Linked DNA regions of Oryctolagus cuniculus: regions 1 and 2 are each linked to region 3. A link is a contact called in public Hi-C and Micro-C data. All regions are on one chromosome and are shown on one strand. The core of a region is the stretch at or near the end of the contact, and the rest is flanking DNA. Distances in the headings are between cores, read along the strand shown.

Region 1 (4,711 bases), core at 1,072-3,571, 140 kb after region 3:
GCGGCTGGCACTGTGGCATAGTGGACTAAGCCTCTGCCTACAGAGCCAGCATCCCATGTGGGCTCTGGTTCTAGTCCTGGCTGCTCCTCTTCTGATCCAGCTCTCAGCTATGGCCTGGGAAAGCAGCAGAGGAAGGCCCAAATCCTTGGGCCTCTGCACCCACTTGGGAGACCTGAAGACGCTCCTGGCTCCTGGCTTTGGATTGGCCCAGCTCTGGCCATTGTGGCTATCTGGGGAGCAAACCAGCAGATGGAAGACCTTTCCTTCTCTCCCTAACTCTGCCTCTCAAATAAGTAAATAAAGTTCTTAAATATATATATATATATATGTACACCATGGATTTAAAAAAAAAAGTCTGCATATGCACTTTAATTCTAAGCTAACAAACAGGCTGATTAAACATCATCCCATCAGAATAAAAAAGATTTGAGAATTTCGGGGCTGGTGTTAGGGCATACTAGGTTAAGCTGTTGCCTGCAACACCAGCATCCCAAATGGGCCCCCAATGGGGCTCCGACTGCTCCATTCCCAATCTAGCTGCCTGCTAATACTCCTGGGAAGGCAGCAGACTTTGGCCCAATGCCACTTGGGCTCCCGCAACCAGGTGGGAGAGCTGGAAGGGGTTCTAGGCTCCTGCTTTCAGCTTGACCTAGCCCTTTTGGGGAGTGAACCAATGGGTGGAAAATTGGTTTCTCTGTCTCTCTAACTCTGCCTTTCAAAATACAAGTAAATGTTAAAAAAAAAAAAAAGGCTAGAGAGTTTTAAGTGTAAAGAGGGCAGCATACTACATTCAGTAACTTAACACTAGACTCGACCACCAGCAACAGCTCACAGCAAGACTCCTTATTTAACTGGGAAGGATGCAATCTGCAGGCAGATACCTAAAGCCCTGGATGAAATTCTGTAGGTGAAACTGCAGTTAAGAAAACAAAGTAAAACACTCTACAGGATAAACAAATGCGCCTCCCCTCAGCATGCAAGGGTGCGGAAACTTTTTTCTGCCCAGGTCCATCCGGATACCTACATCATCATTTGGGTGCCATACAAAGTTAGCCTGAATCTCGAGTCCCGCCAGCGGTTGCCTTAGCAGGGCCAGACAGTCCCCACCCCAGGCGGCAGCTGTGGGTAGCAGCAAATCCCTGCCGCAGTAAGACAGTAACAGACGCAACAGTGACACAAGTGTTGGTGTTTTGGGTCTCCCCCCCCCTTTCTGGTCTTGGCTAAAGAAATTGTGCTTGGGGCCAGCGCTGTGGCACAGAGGGTTAAAGCCCTGGCCTGAAGCACCAGCATCCCATATGGGCGCCGGTTCGAGACCCAGCTGCTCCTCTTCCGATCCAGCTCTCCGCTATGGACTGGGAAAGCAGAGGATGGCCCAAGTGGTTGGGCCCCTGCACCCACATGGGAGACCCGGAAGAAGCTCCTGGCTCCTGGTTTTGGATGGGCACAGCTCCGGCCTTTGCAGTCATCTGGGGAGTGAACCAGCGGATGGAAGACCTCTCTCTCTGTCTCTACCTCTCTCTGTTAACTCTTTCAAATAAATAAAATAAATCTTAAAAAAAAAAAAGACAGAAATCATGCTAGTTTTAAGATGCATATTTGCTCAGTTGCTAAGCTTTTAGCTCTGCACTGCCTTCTTCAGAAACACTGGAAGTGGAGTGAGCCTCAGGGCACACACTGGCTAAAATGACCTATCCCAGTATGTTCCAGCCAAGTTAGCCAGGGGCCACAGGGGACTGGGTGGGCGCTGCCCAGGGTGGACCACGTGGGCTAGGATTTGATTGCGCGGGGCGGGGGAGGAGGGTTGGCTAAAGCCGGCCTCAGGAAGGTACAACCTTGGAGGCCCGAGGCGCCAGGCCTCACCTTAGCCCGGAGCCCTGGCCGACTGCTCCACCCCCAGGCTGGCTGCCCTGACCTAGGCCTCCCCCGCTCCCCACTTACCAGCCGTTGACCTCATTTTGGGAGTTCACATCCACCCCGCTCTCCACCAGTTTCTGCACCTCCCGAATGTCCCCCAAGGCCGCGGCCTCCCGCAGCCTCTCCTGCTGCTCTTTCTGCTCTAGGAGGGCGCTCATCTTCCCCGCGGCCCCTAGGCCCCCGCCCGGGCCCGCCCTCCCCGCCCCGGGCCTGTCAGCGCCGCCGCCGCCGCCGTCCGCTCCCGGCCATGGGGAGGGAGCGCGGAGCTCGCCCAGCCTTGCTCGTGCCGCCACCCGCGCCCGGCCCGGGGCTCTCTGCTCGCTCCCCGCGGCTCCCCGCTGCTCCCGGCCCGCAGGCCCCGGCCTCCTCCCCGGCCGCGCCTCCCGAAGGCCGGCTCCGGGGGACCCTTTTCAGTGTGACAACGCTGACCCAGATACTTTCCGTTCCGACCCACGGCCCGGGCGGCCGGGCTGCCTGTTTATGTAACTTACTGCACAATGTTATCTGTTGTGATTCATTGACTATTTTTAGACCTCCCCACCCACCGCTTCAAGGGAGGAGGATAGACATATGAAAAGAGAAAAAAAGCATATTGAGAGCCAGAAAGGCCTTATCCTCTGGCACAGGCTGTTTACCAGGCAAGAAAAATAATTAGTGGGCTGATTTTTGCTGTTTTATTTTCCAGTGTGGTTGGCTCTTTTTTCCTTATCTGAGCCAATTGTTGCCCAGCAGGGTGGGGAAGTGGACTGAAAACGATCGTGCTATAATATGCCCGCTACCGCAGAGGTAGATTATGCAGTGCTTTCTTCTTTTTGACAGTGTTTGGGGCCATTCAGTTTAGAATATGTATTTCAGCTGTTGTTACTCCAGACCTCCTTTTTAAACAGGGACTTAAGTTGCTTTGCAGGAGAAATATTTATATGGTGCTTACAGTTTGTAAACTGTAATTTGTTACTGCTCATAAATCATAATGAATTATTCTGCGGAAGGCCATGTAAGGAGGAAAGTAGAGCGCCAGAGAAGCTTTGGCGTTCTCTGGGTCCTGGTCCCAGGCATTGGGGAAAGGCGGCTCCTGCATGTATAAACAGCACCTGGCCCGATTCCTGGTCTAATCTCTCTGATGAGGCCCAGAGCCTCCTTCCTACCCAGTGGGAGAAAAAGAAAATGCTATTCTGCTGAGCCCAGGTGCCTGGGAGAAATCCTCCATGTGGCACCGGCTGCAGCTCTGCAGATGGGGTCAGAAGGATTAAGGAAACAGCCCTGGGGACAAAGAGAGGAGATGAAATAGGAAGGGACGAATTTAGGCATGCAGTTTTCATTTCCATCTCTTGGGGCTGCCAGGGGCTGCTCAGCAAGCATTTTGCTGGCTACTATTTAGGAAAAGCCAACGTCTGTTTATTATGATACAGCAAATCACAGAGAACACAAGACACAGCGGGTGGTAGGGTGGTGCAGAACCCAAACAGACCACACACCCACCGACCCCCCTGGCAAACTGGAACTCTGCTGGAGGTTACCTTTTTATTTTTTTCCCCAATTGAAATTTTTTTTCTAAAAATTTATTTATTCATTTGAAAGTCAGAGTTACACAGAGAGAAAAGGAGAGGCAGAGAGACAAAGAGAAGTCTTCCAAGTCCTTGGGCCCCTGCACCCATGTGGGAGACCTTGAAGAAGCTCCTGGCTTGGGCCTGGCCCAATCCTAACCATTGTAGCCATTTGGGGAGTGAGCCAGCAGACTGAAAACCTCTGTCTCTCTTCTCTCTCTTTGTAACTCTGCCTTTCAAATAAATAAATCTTTAAAAAAAAATTAAGTGGAAAATTCCAGGAAAAAGCAATGTATAAATTTTAAGTAACTTTTATTACAATACATTGTTGTAATTGTTCTATTTTATCATTGGTTATTGTTAAAATGTTACTATAAATTAATGTATGTATAGGGAAAAAACATAGTATATAAATACAGGGCTCACTGCTTAGTACCTGGGGATCTTTGACCCCCACAGATAAGGTGTTAACTACTGTGTCTGAACTTGGCCTTGTCTCTAGGGAATTACCTAGCTCTTGGTGTGTATATTAAGCACTTACTGTTTGCTAAGCACTGTTCTTTTTACTGAGAATGCAACTGTAAACAAATCAGAATTCCTGACTTGAGAGAACACAGTCTGCTTGGTGACCAGACAAACAATAAGACTGTCACAGGCCTTGTGATCGAAGCAGGATGACATGAGGCACAGGGGTTGTGAACAGGAGGATAAAAGCCAAAATGCCTCGGTTTGTCAACCAGCTTTGCCACTCAACTCATTGTGGGTGAGTTACCAAAACCTCCAGAGCCTCAAATTCTGCAAAAATAGGGATGACAATAAGAGCACTTGCTTTGCAGGCGTGTTCTGTGGATTGAATGAAGGAATATGTGTAATGTCTGGCCGTTTAGAAACACTCAGTAAACATAGATATGTTACAATGTAGTTAAACCGGGGAGAGCTCCTGATAGAACAGAGGGCAGTGGTGGTCAGCAAAGATAATGTCCAGGCCTCTGACTGATTCGATAGTGGTGCCATTTGCTGAGATTTGGGACAATGGAGGAAGAGTAGATTTGAGGTTCGATCATGAATTTCACTTTTGAATTTGGAGGACATTTAATAACTATTACGATATTCTGTCTACTACCGTCAACTCACACCCAGGCACTGTGCTAAGTACTGTACATGAATGATCTCATTTAATCCTCATGACGACCCTGTGTTAGGAAACTGGCTCAGTTTTATCTATGGCGTGATCTACACCCTGATTTACATCC
Region 2 (4,380 bases), core at 1,572-4,071, 220 kb after region 3:
CGTCCAACTGGGAGAAAGTGTGGCTGCCTCAGGCCTGGGGCCCATGCAGGGCGGTTGGACTCTGCTGGGGCCGCCCCAGGCGAGGAGCTAAGCCAAAGCCAGACCTGCAGCCCCTACCCCACCCCCACCCCACCACCACGACCTGCTGCAGCTTCCTCACCTCCCCTGTGCCTGGGCCCTGCCGAGGGAGGCACAGGAAACTGCTGCCTTCTCTGCTCTCTGAGCCCTGCCCCAGCCCCCGCCCGGTTCTTCCTGCCCTTCTGTGTGCTTGTGTGCTGGCCTGCACTCTACCCCTGCTGTGGTCTCCATGTGCCCAGAGCTTAGCACACAGTAGGTGCTTTAGAAAACATTGGTGGAAAGGAATCATTAGGGACAGAAGGAGCAGCCGCATTGCAAGGGGAGAGGCGTGGTCAGCGTGTGAGGTCCCGGCATCTGCAGTGCTGCCGTGGCTCCTGTGGTCTTCTTCTGTGGTCATGTGTGTCCCCACGCGAAGTGGGCGAGGGTGTCAGCTGTCAAGACCCCAGTGGTCCAGGAGGCCTTCTGTTCATGGTGACCTGAGGTCAAGGGTCACCTGAAGTTCACTGTCCTGGGGAGATGTCCTGCCACCACACCCCCAGCAGGTGCTCTCTCTACCCCTAGCAATGGTGAGGGTGGCAGGGGCTCCTCTGAGACAGGTCAGAGCCCAACCCTCTTTGACTTCTCATCGCTGCGAGGCAACAGGGCCTAGGCTGGGGCCTGGGTCCCTGGGGCCAGGGTGAAAGGCAGGGTCCCCTTGGCAGTTGGCCAGCTCAGCCCAGCCCTGAGGCCCAGCCTCTGCCCAGCAGACCCCGCCCAGGCCCTGTCCCCTGCAGCCCGAGTGGGGGGCCTGGGCAGATGAGCCCCTGGGCAGGAGCCTGCACTGGGTCATGTGGTGTGCGAGGAGTATGAGGGAGGCAGACACGCCGTGGGCCGGGAAGGGAGCCAGGCGGAGGGGCTCTGGGAAGGAGGGCGCACAGGAGGAGCCTTCCCAGCACTCCCAGAGCGGCTGCTAAACAAGGGCGGCCAGGCTCTGTGGAGGGGCTGGAAGCCGGCGCCAGCTTGCACGGAGCGCAGGCTGGGGTCGGAGGAGGGGAGGGGAAGGTCTGCCCCTGCCCACAGCCATGCCACGGCTGGGACGGGCCTGGGCACCCCACCCCCACCCTGGGCAGGCCGGGCCTAAGCCTCTCCAGGACTGGGTCTCCCCTCCCGGCCGTGAGGTCAGCAGTGATGATGTAGCACGGTCGGCTGGGTGGGCTCCCAGCCCCGATCAGATGTTATTTATTGTTCCGAGCTGTGTTTCGGTGGGAGACTTGCAAGGGCTGAGAGGGAGAGCCAGAGCATCCCGGGGCCCCTGCGCTCTGCACGCTGCTCTGTGTTCTCGGAGCACAGTGGCCAGGAGTGGGGCCCGTGCGCCCTTGCTCCATCAACTCGGGCAGCGAGGCCAGGAGGGCGAGTTCCTGCTTTTCTGCTCCCCCCCTCGCCCTCCTGCTGCTCCCCCCACTCTCTCCCACGGTCTCCACCGCCTCCCAGAAATGCACCTCCTCTCCCTGGACTCTCATCCTCGAGTCCTGGGGCCCTGACAATCCTTCCACGCCCTGCTTAGAAACGTGTCACTGTCCATTTCCCTCTGCGATATCAAACCAGGCTGCACAGGGTGCGCCGGGCTGAGGGCTGTGCTGAGGCCCTGGCTCGGAGCAGCTGGAACACGAGTTTATGAAATTACAGGGAATTCAAAGCAGCCGGCGTCGCCCGCTGTCTGGCTTCATTACTGGGACTGGCCTCGGAGGGAGGTTTATTCCAATCAGTTAGAGGATTAGGATCTGACACCCTTCATTAGCGATCTGACGTGAGCCGGGAAGACAGAAGAACCCACACCGGGAAGGAGGCAGCTCCGGAGGGCAAGCAAGGCACCACCCAGCGCGAAAGAGGAAAAGTCTGCAGGGGAGGCACGGGGCGCGCAGCCTCTTCACAGTCCAATTAGGCGCTGCGCTGGCTTCCGGGAGGGGAAACGGGGCCTGCTGCACCTAGAGGCCTGAGCCTGGGCCTCAGTTTCCCCTTCAACTGAGACGCCCTCCAGCTGTGACGCGTGCGTTTCCCCCAGACAGGGCAGCTCGGTCACCGCTCCTAGAAGCCCAGGCGGTTTGGCCTTGGCGAGGCCCCTCCCGCTTCCCCAAGATCCAGTGACCGACACCCAAACACTCAGCGTGTGGCATTGTCGATCCCAGCCATTTCCTGCCCCCAGCCCTGGCAGCCTCTGGCTGGCTTCCCAGCCCTTCCACAAACACCGCCGCTGGCGTCCAGTCTGTAGGAACCACAGTCAGGGCTGGGCCTCGACAGCACTTCCGACAGATGGGTGGGGGAAGGGTGGTGCCAGAGGCCCCTGCCCACACCCAGAGGGACGGTGTCCCTGCCTCCTGCGCTGAGCGGGGGGGCCCATGGAGCTGTGCAGTCCGGGCCATGCTTAGATTCTCTGTGCGTCCTCTCCTCAAACCTGAATCGGGGCTTGTTGCACGAGTGGAGTGAAATGGTGCCAAGGGTGACCCTGGCACACAGGGAGACCCAGACACGCGGCAGCCGGTGTCACCGTGGCTGCTCACCGTGCGTGACCTCCAGCAAGCTGCCTGCCCTCTCCTATTCCAATCCCCCTCCCCAGACTTGTGCCTAGACGGTGCCTGGCGCGAAGAAAGAGCTCACAGAGGACCGGCCGCAGTGGGTCATGGGCGAGGGCAGCTTGGCTGGGCAGCGCGATCCCGAGCCGCTGTCACCGCGTAGATTTTCCTGGAGCCGACAAGTGTCCATGGAGGACGAGGAACGTGATACGTCCCGGGCGCCGGGGAGTGGAGCTCAGCGGGTAGGTGTCCCTGGAATGATCTGGGGAACACTCCCCCAAGCTGGGACTTAAGTCGCAGACTGCCAGGGGCCCAGAGACAGGGAACTGTCGGTGCGCAAACCGCCCCCCTCCCCAACTAGGGGGACCTGGTGCTGGGGTGGGAGTCGGCTTACACAGCACGGCGCTGCTCAGGCCCGCCCTGCTATGGCCGTGAACTTGTTATTTTTCCACGTCATTTGCTCTCAAATGTACTATCGAGCCGGGCGACGCTAACCCGGCGGCTGCAGGTCCCTCCTTGTAACAAGCGATCGTGTGTTCTGTAGAGGTGGCCACAGGGGAGGAGGGGGCCCGGCCCCGAGGAGCGGGGCGAGGGGGGGCCGGAGAGGGAAACAAATCCTTCTTTGCAGTGAGCTTGCGTGTCCCGGAGCCAGCTCCCCCAAAGCACATGCCATTTCTGGCTCTGGAAGGGGTTAAAGGCCTCCTGGAGTCAAAAACAAGCAGGTGTCCCACCGTGCCAGATACGCTGCCTAAACTGCTTCCAGCTTTTTTTTCCCCCCTTCTGCAATAAGTCTGTGATCAGCCACGGGACAGAGGCGCCAGCAGCCTGCCTGTGACAGGCGTCAGGTTAGCTCGCTCCCACTCGGGTGGCGCGCCCAGGATATAAATCCAGCTGGAGGCCCCTGCTGCGGCTCCTCTCCCTGCACACCCAGGAGGGGAGTTTCCTTCCAAAGACCTTTCTTTTATCTGAAGCCGCACAGCCCAGCAGGCTGCACTGACTTGGTGGAGGCAGCCACAGCAGCAGCCGCTGCCGCCACCGCCGCCGCCGCCTGAGCAAGGAGACCTGCTGGGGTGGGGAGGGCAGGTGTCTCCAGCCCCGGAGAAGAAGGCCCCGGTGGGCCCCAGCCCCTGGCGTCGTCACAGGGGAGGTCTCTGGCCATCGCAGTCCGTACCATGTGGGCCCTGGGGTGCCGCCGCCGGCTCTGGACCCGCTGGGGGCTGCTGCTGCTGCTGCTGCTTGGGGTGCCCCCGCGAGGCCTGGCGCCGCCACCCATCCGCTATTCCCATGCTGGCGTCTGCCCCAACGACATGAACCCCAACCTCTGGGTGGATGCACAGAGCACCTGCAAGCGGGAATGTGAGACCGACCAGGTGAGTGGGACTCCAGAACCCCAGGTGGGCCACGTGAGTACGTGGGACGGTGGGGGGTAGGGAAGCTGCCGGGTGGGGACCACGCGGGAGTACCCCGCAGGGTCCAGGACTGTGAAGGGACACAGGCCCCGTCCACTTGGAGATAAACAGGGCCTGATGCCTGTCGGTTAACCCCGAGGCCTGGAAGAAGAGGTGGATGTGATGTGTGAGTTCCCTGGGGACCAGGACCCCACGGATCCCCCCGTCCTGTTGGCTGGGGGCTGCAGTGAGCTCACGTTGTACCAGGCACGTCGTGTGTGGATTGCCAGGCACATCAGCACGGTGGGCAGCAGGCAGGCAGGGGAGAGTGGCTGTGCAGAGCGAGGCCAGGGTAGGCTGGCAAC
Region 3 (4,603 bases), core at 1,808-4,307:
ATTGTGCACTGGTTATGTGCTAAGCACTTTAGGCAGAGAATTTCATTTAGTCCTTGCAACAACCCTCTGAGGTAGGTAATATGATTACTCTCTTTCAGAAGCGGCTGCGTAATTTGGGGGCCCAATGCTAGGTGAAAATACAGGGCTCCTTGTTCAAACCTGGGCTGAGAATTCCCAGGCAGGCAGCGCAAAACCTTAAACTAAGCACAAAGCCCTCCGGCGCGCGGCTGCGCAGGGCACACTCACTCTGGCAGCAGCTGGCACTGCTCCCATTTCACAGGCGAGACGCAGAGGGGCTCCCCGGCAGCCTCAAGGCCCACCTCCCACCCCACCCCGGCTCGTGCGGCGCGGGCCTGGGATTCGAAGGCAGACAGCCTGACTCCACCGGCTGGGCCCAGCAAATATTGACCAAGTGCTGGGCTCACCTGGGACAGTCGGACCGATGGGGCCAGGAACTGCTCAGCCCACAACCTTCAGGAACTGAGAACAGCGCAGTAGGGGGCACGGACCGAGTGCGGGAGGCCACGCCCCTTTGTTTCCTGAATCTCCCGCAGTCCAGCTCTCCCTGCCAACCACCTTCCCCAGGACTGGCAAGAAACAGCCTTCCTGGGGTTTAGGCAGGTCTGGTATTTCATGTTGGGGGAGGGGTCCCAGTCCCACCCACGTGGCTACCCCAGCCTACAGGACTAGAGCGGTCAGACCCACAGGGCTCAAAACTCTGCACCCCGGTTTAAAGTTGCTAATAAGGATAATCACTTAGTAATAAGTGGTTACAAGGCTCCCTGACCTGGTGTGTACCTCTGTTTCCTTGTTCAACGAGACCAAGGCTTCCTTCCTGATGAGATCACTGTGCGCATGGCGGGGTGGGAGGTGGGGGGGGGGAGAATGGGAGGGGGGATGTCCCTCCCTCTGGGGCCAGCCCTCTCCTGCTTGACCCCTGCCCCCAACTCTGTGCCTGTCCCACCTGGGCCCCAGGGTTCCCCGGGGATCCGTTTCATTGCCCACAGAGAAGAGCAGGGCGACCTTGCTCCCCCACAGTGGCCGCCCTCCGCCCTGCCTGGGGCAGCCACTCCAACACATTCTTGGGATGCTTGGGGGCGTGGCTCAAGCTCAACCTCGCCCAGATCTTACCTCCACTCCGCCTGGCCCGGCAGCCCGGAGTATGACGTGGCCACCCTCCAGCGCCCAGTTGCCCTTGTCCAAGTCACACTTGAAGTCTCATTGTCACGCCGGGTCTCGCCCAAACTGAAGCAGGCTGCGTGCTCCCTGCTCTTACCCCAGTTCCCTCCAGCCGGGCGCATCCTCCGCTGCCCCGGGCAGGCCACAGTCGGCCAAGCCTCCCTCCCAGAATCCTGGGTCCCTTCACTCCTGCACACCTCCGGGGACTGGCCCCGTGTGTCTTCATTTGCTTCCCAGTGTTCCCCTCACATCCCCTCTCCGTCTCTGTCCTCTTCAAGGACTCTGGGACCAGGCCTGCTGCCCACGACCTGCCTGTTGCAGGAGCCAGCTGGCCTCGCATCCAGGGGGTACCCTAGCCCCTTGCTCCCTTGCGACTCAGTGCACCCGTCTCACTGAGGTGTCCTCAGGGCTGAGTATCTATTGAGAGTCCCTTCCCCAGGAGGTGGCCATGTGTGTGCTCCCACGCCACGCCCGTGTCCCTTGCACCCCAGGCTCGCCTTCTTCAGCTGGTCCTGGCTGGCTTCTCAGGAGTCTGATGGCGTAGACACTGCATTCCCTGGCTGTGTCCCGCAGGCTGGCTGGGCCCCGCCCCCTGTTCACTCCTCCTCCGGAGGGTCATCCTACAGTAGAGGCCCCATTCTTCTCTCCCGACAGCCTGTCCTGTGTGCTCAAGCCTGGACATCCCCATGTCCATGTGGACATCCTAGACACCTCCAGCCAATAGGTCCAGAATGACCGCACGAACCCCCGGCCCCAGCCCAGCCGGGCTCTGTTTGGGGAATGCCCCTGCCTTGCGAGTCACCCTTGACCCCACGCTCGCTCTCGTCTTGCTCAGTGCTAGTTCTGATGCCACTTGCTCCTCTCCCAGCCTCTGGTCCACCACCACCACCCTGGGAGACCTCCACTGTCTCCCCTGGGGGCTGCTCCGGCTCCCACACTGCCCTTGCTCCCACCCTGGCCCTTTCTGGTCCCTTCTCCCCTGGGCAGCTGGCAGGATCTTTCCAAAAACGCAGCTCCCGCTGGCTCCCTGTCCCGCCTAAGCCTTTCACCAGCGTCCCTCTGCTGCCATCAGAGATGCCTTCCTTGTAGCCCACAAGTCCCTCCCAGACCTGGCTCCTGCCCTCCTCCCCTGCCTCCTGCCTCATCCACCAGGCTGTCTTTGCTCTGCTCTGTGTCCAGCCATACCAGCTTCCTGCAGGTCCTGGGTCGTGACTCACCGATGTGCCATAGGGCCTTTGCACATACAGTCCCTTCTGCCTACTTCTCCACTCAGCCACGTTCCCTCCACTGCCCTCCTCGTGTCCTCCATGGCTACTACACAAATGTGATTCCTCAAGGAAGCTTTCCACCGGATCAGATCCCTTGTTATACCTGCTCATGGCACATGGCACAGTGGGTGTTTGTATCTTCACATGCGTGGTGAGCATGTGAGATGGTGAGCAACATGAGAGCAGGAGTGCTGTCTCTCCCTGCCTACTAATGTACAGCCAGTGCAGAGTGGCAGGCAGGGGACAATAAGGGCAGTATGCTGCAAATGCAGGGAGCATGCCGTGTGTGGTGGGACACAGAGTCAGCTCATCGCTATTACTCAGGGAAGGCTTCCAGCGGGGGATCTTGAGATGGGTGCACCTGCTGGGCCTCGCTTCCTATTCGTTGGCAGAATTAAGCTGAGCCTCAGACATTCCACGGCCCTAGCAACTCATAACCCTGTGTTCTCGCATCAGGGGACGAGAAAGCCGAGTCCAACCCAATTTTGAGCAGACGGAGGTCCTCCCAAGCCCAGGCTCTCCGGCCTGCGATTCTGCGCTCGGCCACCCGGCGGCGCTCGGAGACCGCCCACGCGGCGCGGCGTCTGGGCTAGGACCCGCCCGAGGCTCTGCCGGCGCCCCGCCCACCCCTCGCAGCTTCACGCCCTCGGTTCCAGTCCTCCGCGGCCGGGCCCACGGCCCCGAGCAGACATGCTGGGCGCGCGGGCCTGGGTGGGCCGCGGCCAACTGCTGCCCCGCGCCGGGCCGAGCCTCGCTGCGAGCCGTAGGTACGGAAGGGCGGGCGAGCGAGCGAGCGGGCCGCGGCGGCAGGCCCTGTGCCTGCAGTGGGGCCCCGTGGCCGTCCCTTGGGCTCTGATCCCCAGGGGCTGCCCCCACCGCCCCTGCATGCCTGGTCAAACCCCCACGCCCCTCCATCTGCTTCCGCGACCCGGCCCCCCCCTCGGGGAAGCCCGTCTCCCCGCCCTCCTCAGCCTGCAGGGCTGGTTCCCCGCGGGACTGCTCCAAAGCCACCTCCAGGAAGCCTTCCATGAGCCCCTCCTGGGCTGGCCAAAGGACCTTCCCCAACAGCACTTCTGTCCTGTCACGTTCCTTCATTGCTACAGATTTGTCGTAGTTCAGATCCACCCCAGAGCGCATTCACCCTCCCCGGCTGGGCTCCCTGAGCTGGCGGTCTGGTGTCCCCCAGGCTGCTGATCTGCCTCCCCCCCCAGAAATGCCCATGGGAAGGCATTGAGTGAGGGTGTCCCCTGTGTCTGTCTTTCCCTGGTCCAGCCCTAGACCCCAGTCTTCCTGGCCAGTCCAGGCACTGCCAGTGGCCACGCACCCAGCCACTGCAGGTGGGTTCGCCCTGGGGAGGGGCCGCTTCCAGGGAGAGAATGGAGCTCCGAGGAGCATTCTGTCCATTGTGACTCCCCCGACCTCACAGTCATCCTTCCCACCGCCGGGTCCGAAAGTCTGGGGGAGACGAACCTGGCAGGGAGCCCCCAATGAGCCACCTGTCCTCACCCCCCCCCAAACACAAGGGGGAGCACAAAGGCCACAGTCTCCCCCGTGGCTCAGAAAGGTGGGCTGGGCCGGGAGCCGGCATCCCACGAGGGCCGCCGAGGGCTGGGAGGAGGGCGGTGGGCTCTGGGGTGGACCTGGGAGCAGGTGCGGGGGGCCCTCGCCTGCGTGACCCACCTGCCCACGCCAGGGGTAGCTCCTCCCGGGACAAGGACCGAAGTGCATCGGTCAGTAGTTCCGTGCCCATGCCTGCTGGAGGGAAAGGAAGCCGGCCCAGTAGTACCCCATCTGCGCCCCAGAGGGTACCCAACCGCCTGATCAATGAGAAGTCACCGTACCTCCTCCAACATGCCTACAACCCCGTGGACTGGTGAGCGCGCCTCCCCCTGCCCCCCCCCCCCAGCAGCTGGGGTCCTGCAACCTTCCTGGGCCACCAGGCTGCTTGCTCAGTGATGCCCCACCCTGCCCTGGGCCTAGGTACCCCTGGGGACAGGAAGCCTTCGACAAGGCCAGGAAGGAAAACAAGCCCATCTTCCTCTCAGGTAACACCCCTCCCCCTTCCCTGGAGTGGGCCACCCCCACCCGGCTGTGGCAATGGGTGGGACTAAGGGTGGCTGCGAAAGTGCAGGTCAGGCCCCTGGCCCCATCATGGC

What was found. Hi-C and Micro-C count contacts between places; a contact is called where the count stands out from the background.
Region 1: a contact with region 3 is called in a Hi-C map of skin fibroblasts, with 4 times the contacts expected there. The contact joins the promoter of LOC100340343 here to the promoter of SPATA20 in region 3. A contact is called at or near these places in 4 of 6 Hi-C or Micro-C datasets (ear pinna, embryonic fibroblasts, psoas muscle and 1 more).
Region 2: a contact with region 3 is called in a Micro-C map of ear pinna, with 4 times the contacts expected there. The contact joins the promoter of WFIKKN2 here to the promoter of SPATA20 in region 3. A contact is called at or near these places in 3 of 6 Hi-C or Micro-C datasets (ear pinna, psoas muscle and an unstated tissue).

The regions. Positions count from the first base shown.
Region 1 is chr17:26,581,328-26,586,038 of mOryCun1.1, forward strand. LOC100340343 (ankyrin repeat domain-containing protein 40) reads right to left here and starts at 2,322. Exons shown (of 5, transcript XM_002719290.5): 1 at 1,939-2,322. The coding sequence starts at 2,072.
Region 2 is chr17:26,660,107-26,664,486 of mOryCun1.1, forward strand. WFIKKN2 (WAP, follistatin/kazal, immunoglobulin, kunitz and netrin domain containing 2) reads left to right here and starts at 2,822. Exons shown (of 2, transcript XM_051825510.2): 1 at 2,822-3,997. The coding sequence starts at 3,800.
Region 3 is chr17:26,444,316-26,448,918 of mOryCun1.1, forward strand. SPATA20 (spermatogenesis associated 20) reads left to right here and starts at 3,058. Exons shown (of 16, transcript XM_051825546.2): 1 at 3,058-3,214; 2 at 4,141-4,320; 3 at 4,428-4,492. The coding sequence starts at 3,138.